Regions from separate parts of the Anas platyrhynchos genome. Here region 2 is linked to region 1. A link is a contact called in public Hi-C data. All regions are on one chromosome and are shown on one strand. Each heading gives the region's core, a stretch centred on a gene start, on an enhancer-like site or on the middle of the called end of the contact. The rest is flanking DNA. Distances are from core to core; before and after follow the strand shown.

The links. A called contact is a pair of places that touch in the nucleus more often than the background predicts.
Region 2: a Hi-C map of subcutaneous adipose tissue shows a contact between it and region 1, with 2.6 times the contacts expected there. The contact joins the promoter of BLOC1S5 here to the enhancer-like site in region 1. A contact is called at or near these places in 3 of 8 Hi-C or Micro-C datasets (liver, skeletal muscle and subcutaneous adipose tissue).

The regions. Positions count from the first base shown.
Region 1 is chr2:90,059,981-90,066,833 of IASCAAS_PekinDuck_T2T, forward strand. RIOK1 (RIO kinase 1) reads left to right here. Exons shown (of 17, transcript XM_038175152.2): 9 at 137-223; 10 at 753-890; 11 at 1,420-1,523; 12 at 3,184-3,290; 13 at 4,526-4,591; 14 at 6,354-6,473; 15 at 6,734-6,787. Among named protein-coding and RNA genes, the nearest start is that of RIOK1, 9.8 kb to the left of the region's middle. Within about 2 kb of position 4,366, at least 1 of the 8 cell types and tissues checked has an H3K27ac peak or open chromatin away from gene starts, as enhancers often do. A contact at or near this core is called in subcutaneous adipose tissue, where this site is marked.
Region 2 is chr2:90,362,698-90,369,384 of IASCAAS_PekinDuck_T2T, forward strand. BLOC1S5 (biogenesis of lysosomal organelles complex 1 subunit 5) reads right to left here and starts at 3,308. Exons shown (of 5, transcript XM_027451600.3): 1 at 3,112-3,308; 2 at 2,477-2,559; 3 at 1,164-1,293. The coding sequence starts at 3,256.

The sequences.
Region 1 (6,853 bases), core at 3,116-5,615:
CATGAGTTGCCCGAGTGGAGGAGCTCTTACTGTGTGTGATGTTTAAAGCAACGGAGCTCCTGTAGGCACTCTTGCAATGCAGACAGGAGAGTTATTCTGTATTTATTTTTTTCGTGGTTCTCTTCCCATGTTACAGGTTGAATACAGCCCGGATACCTTGCCCAGAGCCAATTATGCTAAGAAGTCATGTGCTTGTCATGGGCTTTATTGGTAAAGGTGATAGGTATGTATCCACAGAAAATCAAAATGATTCTCTTTATTAGTAGCTTTCCACAAAGGTTTATTAAAAACAAACAAACCCTCTGTATTTACCTACTATTTACCTATTAATTTAGGCCTCTGAAATTAACTTGTTACTCCTACCTGTGTATGTGACCCGTAGAATACCCAGATATTTGCCAGCTACTGCTGCAGACAGTCTGCATGATTCTGAAACATCAGCTGTGTGCAAAATGAATCCAGAAAATGACTTAGTGAGAGAGTATGGCTAGAAAGGCTTCCTAATAGTATTTGTAGTTCATTATTTTGTAGTACAAATGTTAATGTAACCTGTCTCAGCTTCTTAGCTCGTTTTGGAAACAGCTCCAGTAACTTTGGCAATATAACACAAGTTTTCCTGCCTTACATGCTGGCTCCATGTACTTAGCTGCTCATGCTGACTTTCTAAATGCACTGAGTTGAAGGATTGGGTATAGCAGTTACGAACAAGGAAAAAAGTACTCACTTTCTGTTACTTGTGTTGTAACTTTAAGGCCTGCTCCTCTGCTGAAGAATGCTCAATTATCTGACTCGAAAGTCCGGGAGCTGTACCTGCAAATCATCCAGTACATGAGAAGAATGTACCAAGATGCCAGACTTGTTCATGCAGATCTCAGTGAATTTAATATGCTGTATGTTTTTAAACTTTGTTCTGGATTGTGACATTTGAAATGTATGTGCTGGCAACTGCTGTGTATCAGTTTAAGTGTACTAATCTACCTTTAAGGGTGGGTGGGTCCTTTTTGTGACCGTTTCTCAATTTATCTAATTAATTATGTAGCTTTTAACCTAGATCTGAGATCTATGTTTAAAAAAAAAATACCAGAACAACAAATTATCAACTAGTGGAAGCATTAGTGAGGGACATACAGATACGTACTTTTTTTTTTTTTTCCTCTCCTCACCCATAAGACTGTTTTGTGTGTTCTTGAGGAGACTATTCCTTTAGGGTTTAATAGTACAGGTTGGATAAAGGAGGGAAAGAATTTACCAAAAAAACAAAACAAAACAAAAAACCTCTGGCTTTAATATGTGAGATGTATTCTAGAGAAATTCATTAAGTTTGTTTGTGGGTTCTTAAGTTTGAAGCACGCTTTGTCCCCCTGCCCCTCTCCTGCGTAACATTGGTGGACTCACGCAGCCTGGTGTGTTTGTCCCCAGGTACCACAGCGGGGACGTGCACATCATTGACGTGTCTCAGGCAGTGGAGCATGACCATCCACATGCACTGGAGTTTCTGCGAAAGGACTGTGCCAATGTTAATGGTGAGTGGGCTGCACTCTTGTTCGTAGGCCTTGTAGGGGTCTTGTTCGTCTTTTTCAGGAAGGTGAATTGTCTTTGAGTTATAACTCTGGTTATAGAGGCTGTCAAACCAGTTAAATGCTCCCTTTCCTAGGTTCTCCAAAGTTCCTTGGGGAACTGAGTTCTGTGCTGAGTTCAGAAGACAGTGTAGCCTATTTTGCTAGAAATTGTCTGGATGAAATGAGTCACCTGGCTGAATCTCAGATTTACAATAGAAGGTAGAGGTCAGAGTCCCAGTTTGCAGCAGCGCCTCCCCCAGCCTTAGCTTTCCTTACTTGAAGGACTGTTCAGACAGACCGATCTGTCCTTCTGTGAGTGTAATCCACATCTGGAATTCTTCAATTTGAAAGAAGTTACTGTGTTTCACAGAGTTCCTTGTATTTATTTATCTAGGTCCACTTAGAAGATCAAGGCATAGAGTAATTTATTAGAGATTGTAGACTTGTCATAGTATTCTGATAAAACAGCATACCTTCATGGTATTTTTCTCTTAAAAATTTGGTCGTTATGAGTGAGTGCGTATGTTATGTAAGAGACAAATGTTTTCTGGTAGGCTGCCTTTCTCCCTGAGAACAAAAAATGTCTTGGTGCAGGCTGCTTTCCAACCCCTCCCTTTTCTTTTCCAAATGATTTTTCAAATTTTACAGAGACTTCTGAAAGTTTGTGGAAAAGAATATATACATTTTGATGCTGTGTTTGATACCCAGTATGTTTGTTATTCCTTATTTCTTTTCTGTTCATGGATTTCTGATTGATCCCTTCTGGCTCAGATATTTGCAACCTTGTTTTTTTTTTTTTGCATGTGTTATGGCTTGCCCTATCTAAATGCCAGTGCCTCGGTGACTTGCAGTGTTTTCTGATTTTTTTTCTGCTTTGTTTTCTGCTACTGCTGTGTAGTCCTCCTACAATGACTAAGAAATGCCTTACTTTATGCTCTGCCTTAGCTGTGAGCATTGCAAAGATTTGTGGCTCCACGGGCACAGAGTGCTGCTACTTATTTTTTTTGTTCTTTCTATGATTGATCTCTCATGGGTGAGAGATCTTATGAGAACATTAGCAGGGAAACACTTACTAAGCAGTCCTTTGTGTGTTTCACTGCTGTTTTCCAATACAGAAGCGCAACCTCCAAAATTAGTTATACTTGACTCAAGAAACCAATTCTGAATATAGTAAGTGAGGAAAATAATGATATGTTAGTGTGTCCCATGTTTCTTTCCATTTCAGTGGATCGTAACTAGGCTGCAGTGTTTCAGTAGATATTTCAGTTTGACAAAAGTTTGAGATCTGCACTCCTTATTTTTTTGAAAAGATTTTTCATCTCAACCATTGCAATTATTACACCTGTCTTAAATTGTTTACTTCATCTTTCTTAGCCCCTTCTCCATTCAGTATGGCTCCTGCTGAAGATGATTTGACTTATATTTATTCAGTTTTATTCTTTTTTCAGTATTTGTTGCACTGGGAAGGTGAACAATTTTATTTCAGGTCGCCAAAGGTCATCTGATATCTAAAGCCAGAACAATATATGCTGCTATGTTGCTGCAATTGTCACTTAACATCACAGTTGCATGTGTTACACATCATTATTTAAAGTCTCTTGTCTCTGCCCTTGATTTCTGATAGGCTTTTTCCAGAAGCACAATGTTGCAGTGATGACTGTGAGGGAGCTGTTTGAGTTTATTACCGATCCTTCTATCACAAGTGAGAACCTTGATGACTATCTGGCAAAGGTAAGATCACATGGACTTGTTGCTTATGTAGGTAGATTTGAACAATAAACTCAGATCTAGTTCAAACTCCGTCTTGTTTGCTCTACATACTACTGTTGAAGTGGACTGGTACATTACATTGCATTATGCCAGTGCTTCAAAAATGCATAGGGGTCTTTTTCATTTATACTGTTACAGGATGAACATATCTTTACTTTATGTTTTCTGAAAAAGACTAAGCATGAAAACTCAAACATCTGTCTGAGGTGCTATTTGCATTAAAATCTGTGTGCTTTAAAGCTTTTGTTTCCTTTATTAAAAGGAAAGAAAAGGTTACTTAGTTCTGCAGAAATATACCCATGCTGATACAGAGAATGGAGTTGGGAGTTAAGACTTAACCCTGCAGACTTCAATTAGGGTGGGCTGAGGGAGGAAGGGAGTGACTCAGAGCAATATTACTCCAAAGTATGCAGTCTCACTAGCCAAATATTATGGCTGGTAGGACATCCTTATTCTAGGAGGAGGTAAAATGCTTGGTGTCGCTGGAAGCACCCATGCATTTTTGTCTGTAGCTGTCAGTCCTCTGCTCCCAGTCAAATCCTTATTGAAAGAGAAGGAGGGAAATTAAAAAAAAAAAAAAAAAAAAAAAAAAAAAAAGAGGGGCTGGTAAATGGGGAAGGACCACATGTGTCATGATCAGAGTGGATATGAGGTATTGTTCCTGGCCATGTTCCTAGTCAAGACCATGAGGCTGAGTGTTGTCCAGATAGCACTATGGCATGAGGATTTCCAGATGCTGTGTACTTTCAATCATACTGGAAGTTGAGAGAAGTAGAGCTGTGCTTTATGGCTTTCACTTCTTTTACTTCTTTCACTTTGTGTTCCTCTGGCTTACTCTGTGTGTGACAGTGAAAACAGCCGATTCCAAGACTGGGTTTTGCTCACTGTATTGCCCTGTTATGTATTACAGTAAATGTATCAGTTATGTATTACAGTAAAGCTAGACCTGTTATAATTTGGTCTAGAAGTAACAGTGAGTGTGACTTCCTCCTGTTCTCAAAGCAGATCTGTGCTTGTGCTTTGCGGAAACGCTGGTTACCGTTAGGGGTCGCTCAAGGCATTGCCATAAGGAGGGCTGGAGCGTTTTGTGAGTGAGAGTGGGGAGTACAGGGAGAAATACAGATGGGAATGGTTAGTTGGATTAAATGATGCGATTCTAAACAGTGATAACTTTGTATTGTTTTATATTTCTTCAGGCAATGGAAATAGCATCAAAAAGAACAGAGGAGGAAAGATCCAGTCAAGATAAAGTGGATGAGGAAGTAAGTGAGGATTTTTGTTCCTGCTATGAAATTAAAATTAATCTTTCCTCTTCTGAACAATGAAAACTGTTCTGTTTGGCAAAATGCACAGTTGATAAATAAAACATAGTGATATTGCTATGTCCTGCACTAGCAGTAAGTGAAGTATTGAAGGATGCCGTGGGTAAAAGCAAGTGACATTGACCAGGTGTTAAACAGCTAATACTCAATTACCTAAACCAGTATGTTTGCTTGCAGCTAGGTCCCTTGATGTATCTTCAGTTCAACTTCAGTTAACAACAACAACGATAAGAGTGGAGTTCTAATTGTCACAGTGATTTTTTTCAAGTGGTGATCTAGAAACAGGAGGATACACATGATATTCAGATGGATGCATTCGTGAAATTGCACACGTGCCTTTGTTCCCAGTCTCATTCATTCAATCTTCCAAATAACTGTTTCTCTCCCTTGCTTTTACATGTAAGAAGAACCACCTCAAGTCTGTTCTGTTGCATAATGAAAATGGCTAATGACCTGGGAAGGCTTGATGCAAAGATAAAACAGTCTTTATTTGATTTTTCAATCTTATCTCTCTGTTACAGAAGAGTTAAATTAATTAATAATAATAAAAAAAACGTGAACAGCAACAAAAAACTGGTGCAGAATTTGTATCAATGAGAACCTATTTGTACTAGTTCACCCAGTGTTTATCCTTGGAAGAAATTTTATTTGGATAAAAATAAATTCATCAAAGACTTTTCTTTTTCTCTTGGAGCTGTAGGTTTTAGTGATTGCTGCTGGCTCAATATTGACCAATGAAAGATTTTTGTTTCCAAAGATATCTTGAGCATACAAATCCTTTTGAACTGTAGAGTCAGATGCTGTTTTTCTTGTTGCAAGTCAATCTTTTGCAAGAAATAATTTGTTTGCAAAGGAATAATCCTTTGCAAACAAATTAGTCCTTTCATCAAGGTACTGTCCAGTTAGAGAATGTGAAGTGGTTAAGTAGCATCAAAGTTATGTTTACCTCTCTCACTTCTCACATTACCTCAGGCTAGTTTCTGTAACTTCCCTTGTGAAAAAATACAGCTGATTAAGAGCAAGTTCTGTGGAGACAGTCTCTGCTGTCCATGCAGCACTTCGTCTAGTACTTAGGATCATAAAGGGTACTGAATTTGTTTCTGGGATTGAGCTGATACTGTGGAAAAGAGAAGTAAAACACTTGTGTCTGATCTGGTAGAGACTTAATCTTGCTGGAGGACTGTTTCAAAAAGATTGCCTGATAAATTTTAAGTATGTTGTTGATACTGCAGTTAGGTTCCTGCACCAGTATGGTACTGTGAAACCCTTTTTGAGTTGGAGTGTAGGTTGAAGAGGAATTTTTATATAAAGAGATTAAGTTGTAACAGCTTGTTTTAATGGAGCTGTCCCTTGAAGCATTGTAAACATAACAATGAAAACTTCAGAATAAAAAATTCAAATCAGTAAAGAGGAAGTTGGAGAGACTGGTGAAGTCCCTAAATTGGCTGCTAGCAGTGATACTAATGTAGGAGCCTTATTAGTGATGAGCTATCAACAACCTGTGGGTTGTGTATTTAGAGCCTGCTCCAGGAAAAAAAAAGATACTCTGCAGTACAAATGGTAGTGTGAATGCTATGTTCGTTTTTAGTTTCTCTGAGCCATGAAATCTCTCATGGTCGTTCTCTTAAGGATGTGTAATTAGGATGGAAGAATATCATGAAATTATATGCAAATGAGTATGTGTTTCCTTTCTCTTTGGTAGGTGTTTAAGAAGGCTTACATACCTCGCACATTGACTGATGTTAAAAACTATGAGAGAGATGTGGATATAATGATGAAACTGAAAGAAGAGGATATGGCATTGAGTGTTCAGCAAGATAATGTGAGTAGATAATCCAGAGGTGCTACAGGGAAAAAAAGGGAGGAAATAGGAATTTTTCTTAATAAAAACTGGTAGCAACAAAGAAAAATGGAAGCTTTGGTATCAAGGCATGGAATGCTGAATCTAGTGTTGTATTTAAAATTCTTTGGTTAGTACTAATGCTAAAATTACTGTCTTTTATGAGGTACTCGTCTTTTCCATGTGCAAAGATTTAAGATTTGCAGTTTGATAACATTTTCGTTCTGTGTCTCTGGGTGTAGATTCTCTACCAGACTGTGACAGGGCTGAAGAAGGATTTGTCTGGTGTTCAGAAGGTGAGGTGGCCTTTTTTGGAATCCTTCATTTTATCCGTATTCATAAAAGTGCACATAGGAAGTACA
Region 2 (6,687 bases), core at 2,058-4,557, 300 kb after region 1:
GTTGAACACTGGAATAGCTTGCCCAGGGAGGTTGTGGAGTCTCCATCTGTAGAGATATGCAAAACCCAGCTGGCCACAGCTCTGAACAACCTGCTTGAGCAGGGAGGTTGGACAAAATGACCTCCAGAGGTCCCCTGCAACCTCAACCAATCTGTGATTCCATATACTCCCATCTGTCATTCCTTACTATGAACGATGTATTGTGCAGATATACATCGGAGAGTCAGGGAGTAATATCAACAGTTCGTTCCTTTCTGAAGGTATTAGAACATATGCCTTATGTACATGTCTAAATGATAGCTTTGAAATATTTTCCTGCAACCTTGTTATGTGTATAGCACCATTACCGCTTGTTATTCTACATATTCCAGATGCTGCACAAGTAAGCTATATGAAATTAAACGTTTACAAAGTGCTACACATAAAATGAAATAGCCACACTGATAACTTTCAACAGCATAAATTTGGTAGTTAAAGCTTTATGGCCACAGTCCCTTAGAGTATCTTGTTCAGAAGCTGAATGATCAAGAAAAAAATGCTGAAATTTTATTACAACAAATTTTAAACTTCCTTCTAAAAATGTAAGCAATAAAAAGTTTATTAAATACTTATAACTTTGAAACTAGGATTAGCATACAAGAATTATTACAACTACCACATTTGCAACTAAAGATAACAGCACATTTCATATATCGTATTTACATGCCAGCAAGATTTGTTTTAAATTGTGGGAGGAGCCAGTATTATGCTTTCCCATGTAAAAATCAAGAAACTCGAAGGTCACATCACAGCATGTTTCTAAAAAAAAAAACAAACAAACAAACAAAAAACACCAGAAACTTGAGATTCTGTCTACGGCTTTAGACAACATGGAGCAAATACCATCCTGGTTTTAAGTGAATAGTGTAAGTTTGGCCTGAAATAGCTTTGACTGAAGTCAGCCAAAAACTTTAATGTAATTTTAGTTGGCTAGGACCAATACATAGCAAAAAATGTCCCTGTTATTTTTCCTTTTAAATTTTCAGAGAAATGAGAACGAAGTATGAAAGTGGTAGAAAATTTATCTAAGGATGGTAATCTTTCCACAAATCATATTTTGAATCCAAACTATTTATTATTCCTCAAAATGACATAACAAGGGAAATAAAAAACAACTTGCTTACATCTCTTGAGTACTTCATTCAGATTGTCATGCATTGACTGCTCACACTTGGGAAGAATGTTTTCATTTGCTTCAAAGATAGTGCTCTTTAGATTTTCAAGTACTCGTAGTTCTCGGAGGCCACGTTTTTCCTACCAGAAGAATTTAAAGACAATGAATGAATAACAAGAAATTACACTTTCTAAAATAAGAGAGTTTCCCAGTTGATAAACTAATGGCTTTTATCTCAAGAATTGTACCATTGTTTACTGAAGTGTTACTCTGCTTACTTAGCACAATTGTTAAAATAAGTTTTGTGGGAAAAAATAGAACAAGACATCAGTTGCAATGAGAGAAATAAGTGAATTTAGTTACGATTCTGTAATTGGGTTTCAAAATTCCCTTCCTATGAAAAGACATACAAAAGTATTTTGTGAATCCTATTCAGGAAAGTCAAAGAAAAATTCTTTGAGACTTTCAGACGTATACAATACACACGTGATGAGAGCCTAGTTCACATACTTATTTTGCTAAACCAGTACTGGGAGAAGTTAGGTCTGGTTGAAATATTAGCTACAACCTTGAGGAAAAAAATAAATTAATGTAATTTATTAAAAAAAAATAAATCTCTGCAGAAAAGAAGTCTAAAGCATAACCATATTTTTTCAGGATTAATTTTAAGATTTTAAATCCCAATTTTTTAAAGAATAAGAATATATTCTTACAAATAGCCTGTTGACACAAGATTCTACTTTTCTAAGTTTTTGCTGCCATCTTGTGGACACTATTAAGCTTCGAAGCAAACGTATATTAGAACAGCTTCTATACCTTCAGTACTTTAGCTTTATTCAGACAATCAGGCAACATTCATTCAATTTTTAATGATTTTCTCACTTAGCATAATGTGATCCTTTTCTCTTACAGAAACATTAATTTTTGTTCCATGAAGGTAAGTAAAGCAAAATTCAATTACAAGTGCAAGCCAAATCCGTCTGAAGTACAAGCCAGTTCCTTTATCATGCACAATTCTATACCAACAGCATTTTTGTTGAACCTAAGAGACTTATTTAAGACAGTAGAACTACATCGTTCCCCTCCATTGATATTCCTACCAGTCTTTTGCAGGAAATAAAAAGTTTTGAACAGCACATACATATTAAGTGGAGTCCTAAATTTATCATTCTTTACCAAAGATGCAAACACATACTACAGGTGCAGTAATCACTCTGGGCAAGAAATGCATGCCAAATCTTTCTGAAGCAAATTACAAATGTATTCAAAGCTCTAAAAAGATGCTAAAACTGCATGAAGTCCCAGTAAAACACAAACACTTACTTCAAATTCTTTAACAAAGTATCGTATTTCTCCCTGAATTACTGGTCTGTGATCCAGCAGTCTTGAATAGATTTCCCCGACATCTAGAAGATTAACAAAAGTTAGTTTTTCTTTCATGTTCCATACTTGGCTACACAACGCATGTTGGCACAACATACTTAAATACACGGGGCTCACCAGAAACATACAAAATCAAAAGAACAGCAGAATGCTGTTAGTTAGCTATCCTATTTATGCAGCAAACCACTGACTTAAATAAAACACAATGCGTTAACAGACCAGGTGCCACAGACACCTCGCTGTGAACGTTCCCCTCTGCCTTGTCACCCTGTTTTCAGCCTCCTCCTCAGCACATGGCTTCCAGATCTGACAGTTAACGGCAGTAAAGAATTGATACACAGAAGAACTTAAGGCTGCAGTTCAACAGAAATTCACAGCTTAAGATGTGGGAGCCTCCTGCAGTGAGGGACAACTGGAAAGCTCGCTATACTGCAACACTGCCTGCTGTGTTCCAGGGCTAAGGACTTGAAACACACTCACACAAACACAAGTATTTACGGTATTTGTGTATCCTGCATTTGCCCCACAGCCCCAGCCACGCCCCAGCAAGAAACGCACGACCCCCGCGGGCCTACCCTTGATGATAGGCTGAAGCAGGGCCCCGGCAGACAGCGCCTCCCGCTTCCTATCGCCGGGCAGGGGCAGGGGTAAGGGCAGGGGCAGGGGCAAGGGCAGGGCCGCCCCGCTGCGGCCGGGGGACGCGGGGCCTGCCCTGCTCATGGCGCCCGGCGCCGCGGCCTCTCCGTGACGCCATCACCGTGCGCCCGCCGCCGTTGCCATGGCAACCGCGGGGCCTGCCCCAGGCTGAAGCTGCCGGGCCGGGCCGAAGGGGGGCGTCCGGTGGGGGAGGGGAGGGGGGGGGCGAATCTCCTAGGCAGTCCTGCTCTCCTCTGGCACCCCGCGCTGTTCCGGAAACTAAATAAAAAATAAAAAGAAAATTAATTAAAAAAAAAAAAAAGAAAAACAAACAAACAAAAACAAAACACACCAAACAAACGAAAACAACCCACCACCACCACAAGGTGCAGTTGCTAGTTTTAATAGATGAGGCACGAATTCGCATAAATCAGTTTGCTTCCGAACAATCATTAGTCGTGGTTTATGAAAATTAAGACGAGTAGTCTACTTCGTAAACAAAGAAAAAAATGACTTAAAGTCCCTTCATGTTCCTTTTACCCATCAGGAAATGTTCTGTATACTTCCCACCCTTACAAGTTATTAACTACAATATATTAACTACAATTTTTCTTGTTATCCTTTCTGTTTTGTACTATATATACACAATAACTTTTAGAATAGCATGTTTCTTTCCAATAGCATGATCCAATATCCTTAAGTCATTGCACCTATAGTGTTCATTGCATCTATACTTATTTTATTTTTCTGCCCATCAACCTATCCTGTCCAAGTCCCTCTGCAGGGCCTTCCTACCCTCTGGCAGGTCAATACTTCCCCCGAACTTGGTATCATCTGCAAACTAACTGAGGGTGCACTCAATTCCCTCATCCAAGTCGTCAATAAAGATATTAAGGAGGATGGGTCTCAACACTGGCCCCTGGGGAACACCCCTGGTGACAGGTCACCAGCTGGATTTCACCCCGTTCACCACCACTCTCTGGGCCCGGCCGTTCAGCTGGTTTTTAACCCAGCAGAGTGTACCTGTCCAAGCCATGGGCTGCCAGCTTCCCCAGGAGAATGCTGTTGGAGGCCGTGTTAAAGGCCTTGCTGAAATCTAGGTAGACTACGTCAACAGGCTTTCCCTCATCCCCCAGGCAGGTCACTCAGTCGTAGAAGGAGATGAGGTTGGTCAGGCAGGACTTGCCTTTCATGAACGCATGCTGGCTGGGCCCGATCCCCCTGTGGTCTCAAATACGTTGTGTGATTGCATTCAAGACAACCTGTTCCATCAGCTTTCCTGGCACTGAGGTCAGGCTAACAGGCCTGTAGTTCCTCGGGGCCTCCCTATGACCCTTCTTATAGATGGGCATCACATTAGCAAGTCTTCAGTCACCTGGCACCTCTCCGGATGACCACAACCACTGATAGATGATGGAAAGAGGCCTGGCAATACATCCACCAACTTCCTCAGCACCCTTGGGTGGATGTCATCTGGCCCTATGGACTTGTGGCAGTCCAGGTGGAGCAGCAGGACTCTGACTATTTGCACCTGAGCTTTGGAGGGGTTTTTCTGCTCCTCATCCCAGACTTCCAGGTCAGGAGGCTGAGTACCCTGAGGATATGTGGTCTGGCTAGTAAAGACAGGTGCAAGGAAGAAATTAAGAACCTCAGCCTTTTCCTTATCCTCTGTAGTCATGTTCCCAACTGTGTTCAGTAAAGAATGGAGATTCTCTTTGGCCCTCCTCTTGCCATTAGTATACTTATAAAAACATTTTTTTTTTGTTATGAAGGTAGAACTGGACCATGAATTCTGCTAAAGCAGCTGCCACCTATGACATTCAGACTTGGAGTACCTGAAAGGAGGCAGTTTCACTGGCACAGTTACTATTTTATTAGCAGAAAACAGAAAGTTTTTTGTTGCTTTTAGAATATACGTTTGCCCACATTCTATTCTGCCTAGCATTTGTAAGTAGGAACAATTGTCTGAGTGAGAAAAATTAGGACTTCTTTCATGTATGAAATCATTACATTAAACAAACAAACAAACAAAAAATCCCATTACTCAATTCTGTATCCCATCATCAAAGCTCAGAAATTGCTCACTGAAAAAAAAAAACAAAAAACATAGAATCTTCCAAAATCAGTCTTGAAAATGAGTGAACTAGAATCATTCTCTCCCCAAAAATCTGTTATCCACTATGGGTAAAATCTTCTTAAATAATAAAATGAATCTTACAGTGGGAGGTGTTGAATACTTCAACTAAAGTTATAATTAAATTCAGCATATATAAACTAAAATACTATCTTACTCCTTCACCACGGTTGCACAGTCTATAAATATTACATGTTAAATAGAAAATAATTAGCAGAGATAAGAATCATTAAAACAAAATTCTGTTCCCTTTCACATACTTTTTTTTTTTTTTCCCAAAGTAACCATCTCGTAATCTATAGATTAGTATTTAGATTTTTCCACTTCAATGTTAAGCACTTCAGTACTTGACAACCACCAATAAATTACATCAGTGCTCACATTTTAAAAATATCTGTAGGACATTCCAGATGGCTTAATGATCACTGATGATTAGGGGTAGAATCATTCAGATGTTGATTTTATCCCTGTCCAGCCTATCTGCAGTCCTCCCCAAGGGCTAGTCTGTCCCTCAGACAAGTTATTTAACCCTCCAAGCCAAATGCTATTTTTTAAAATTTGCTACGGAGGAAATACTTAGCTAAGGGGATTTGTAGGAAAGACTCTTTTTTTACATCATGTATAATGTCAAGTTCAGAATTATAGGACTGCTACAAAGGCAAATCCTGTGACAGACAAATGCCTCAGTTTCTAGGTCTACTGTCCTGAAACTATTTTTCCTCTTTGTTTGAATAGTGCTTTCTGTTTGTTTGTTTGTTTTTAAGAATATGCTTTATTTGCTGCACTTATGCCTTTTTTTTCCCTTTCCTTGCTTACTCTTACTGCCATCAAGCTTATTCTCAAAACATATTTTAAAAAATAAGGAGGACTTAAAAGAGGCGATGACTATGAAAAGACAATACTTGTGGAGCTCCTAACCTGTCAGTTTGCAGGAAGTAGTCATCAAGACACAAAAATATGGAAATATCTATGGCTTGGAGCATGAAAATCAACATATGCAGTCATCATGTGTTTTTTGGAAGATAGGCTAAACAAACTCTGTCACTTCTGCCTTGCACTAGAACCCGCTTTCTCTTTTAGGGATCACCATGCCATTTCCTATTAGTGTTAGCAGTGCTCCGAATTGCAAAATCTTTAGATTAACGTGCCGAATCCTGTCATTTTTCCCACAGGCTGTCTGGCGATGATAATCCACTAAAGGATTGTTTCATCCGAGTGGCGGTGTCCAAGTCAAACGCTGGCAACAGGCAGGGAAACCCAAACCTGTTGAGGCAGACTTCTGCTGAGACGCGAGGAATTGGAGCGACAGCCCGTAGGGGCGGGAGGCGGGGGACACACTCTGCCTGAGCAGAGCAAGTCCATGGGCTGTGCCTGTGATGGA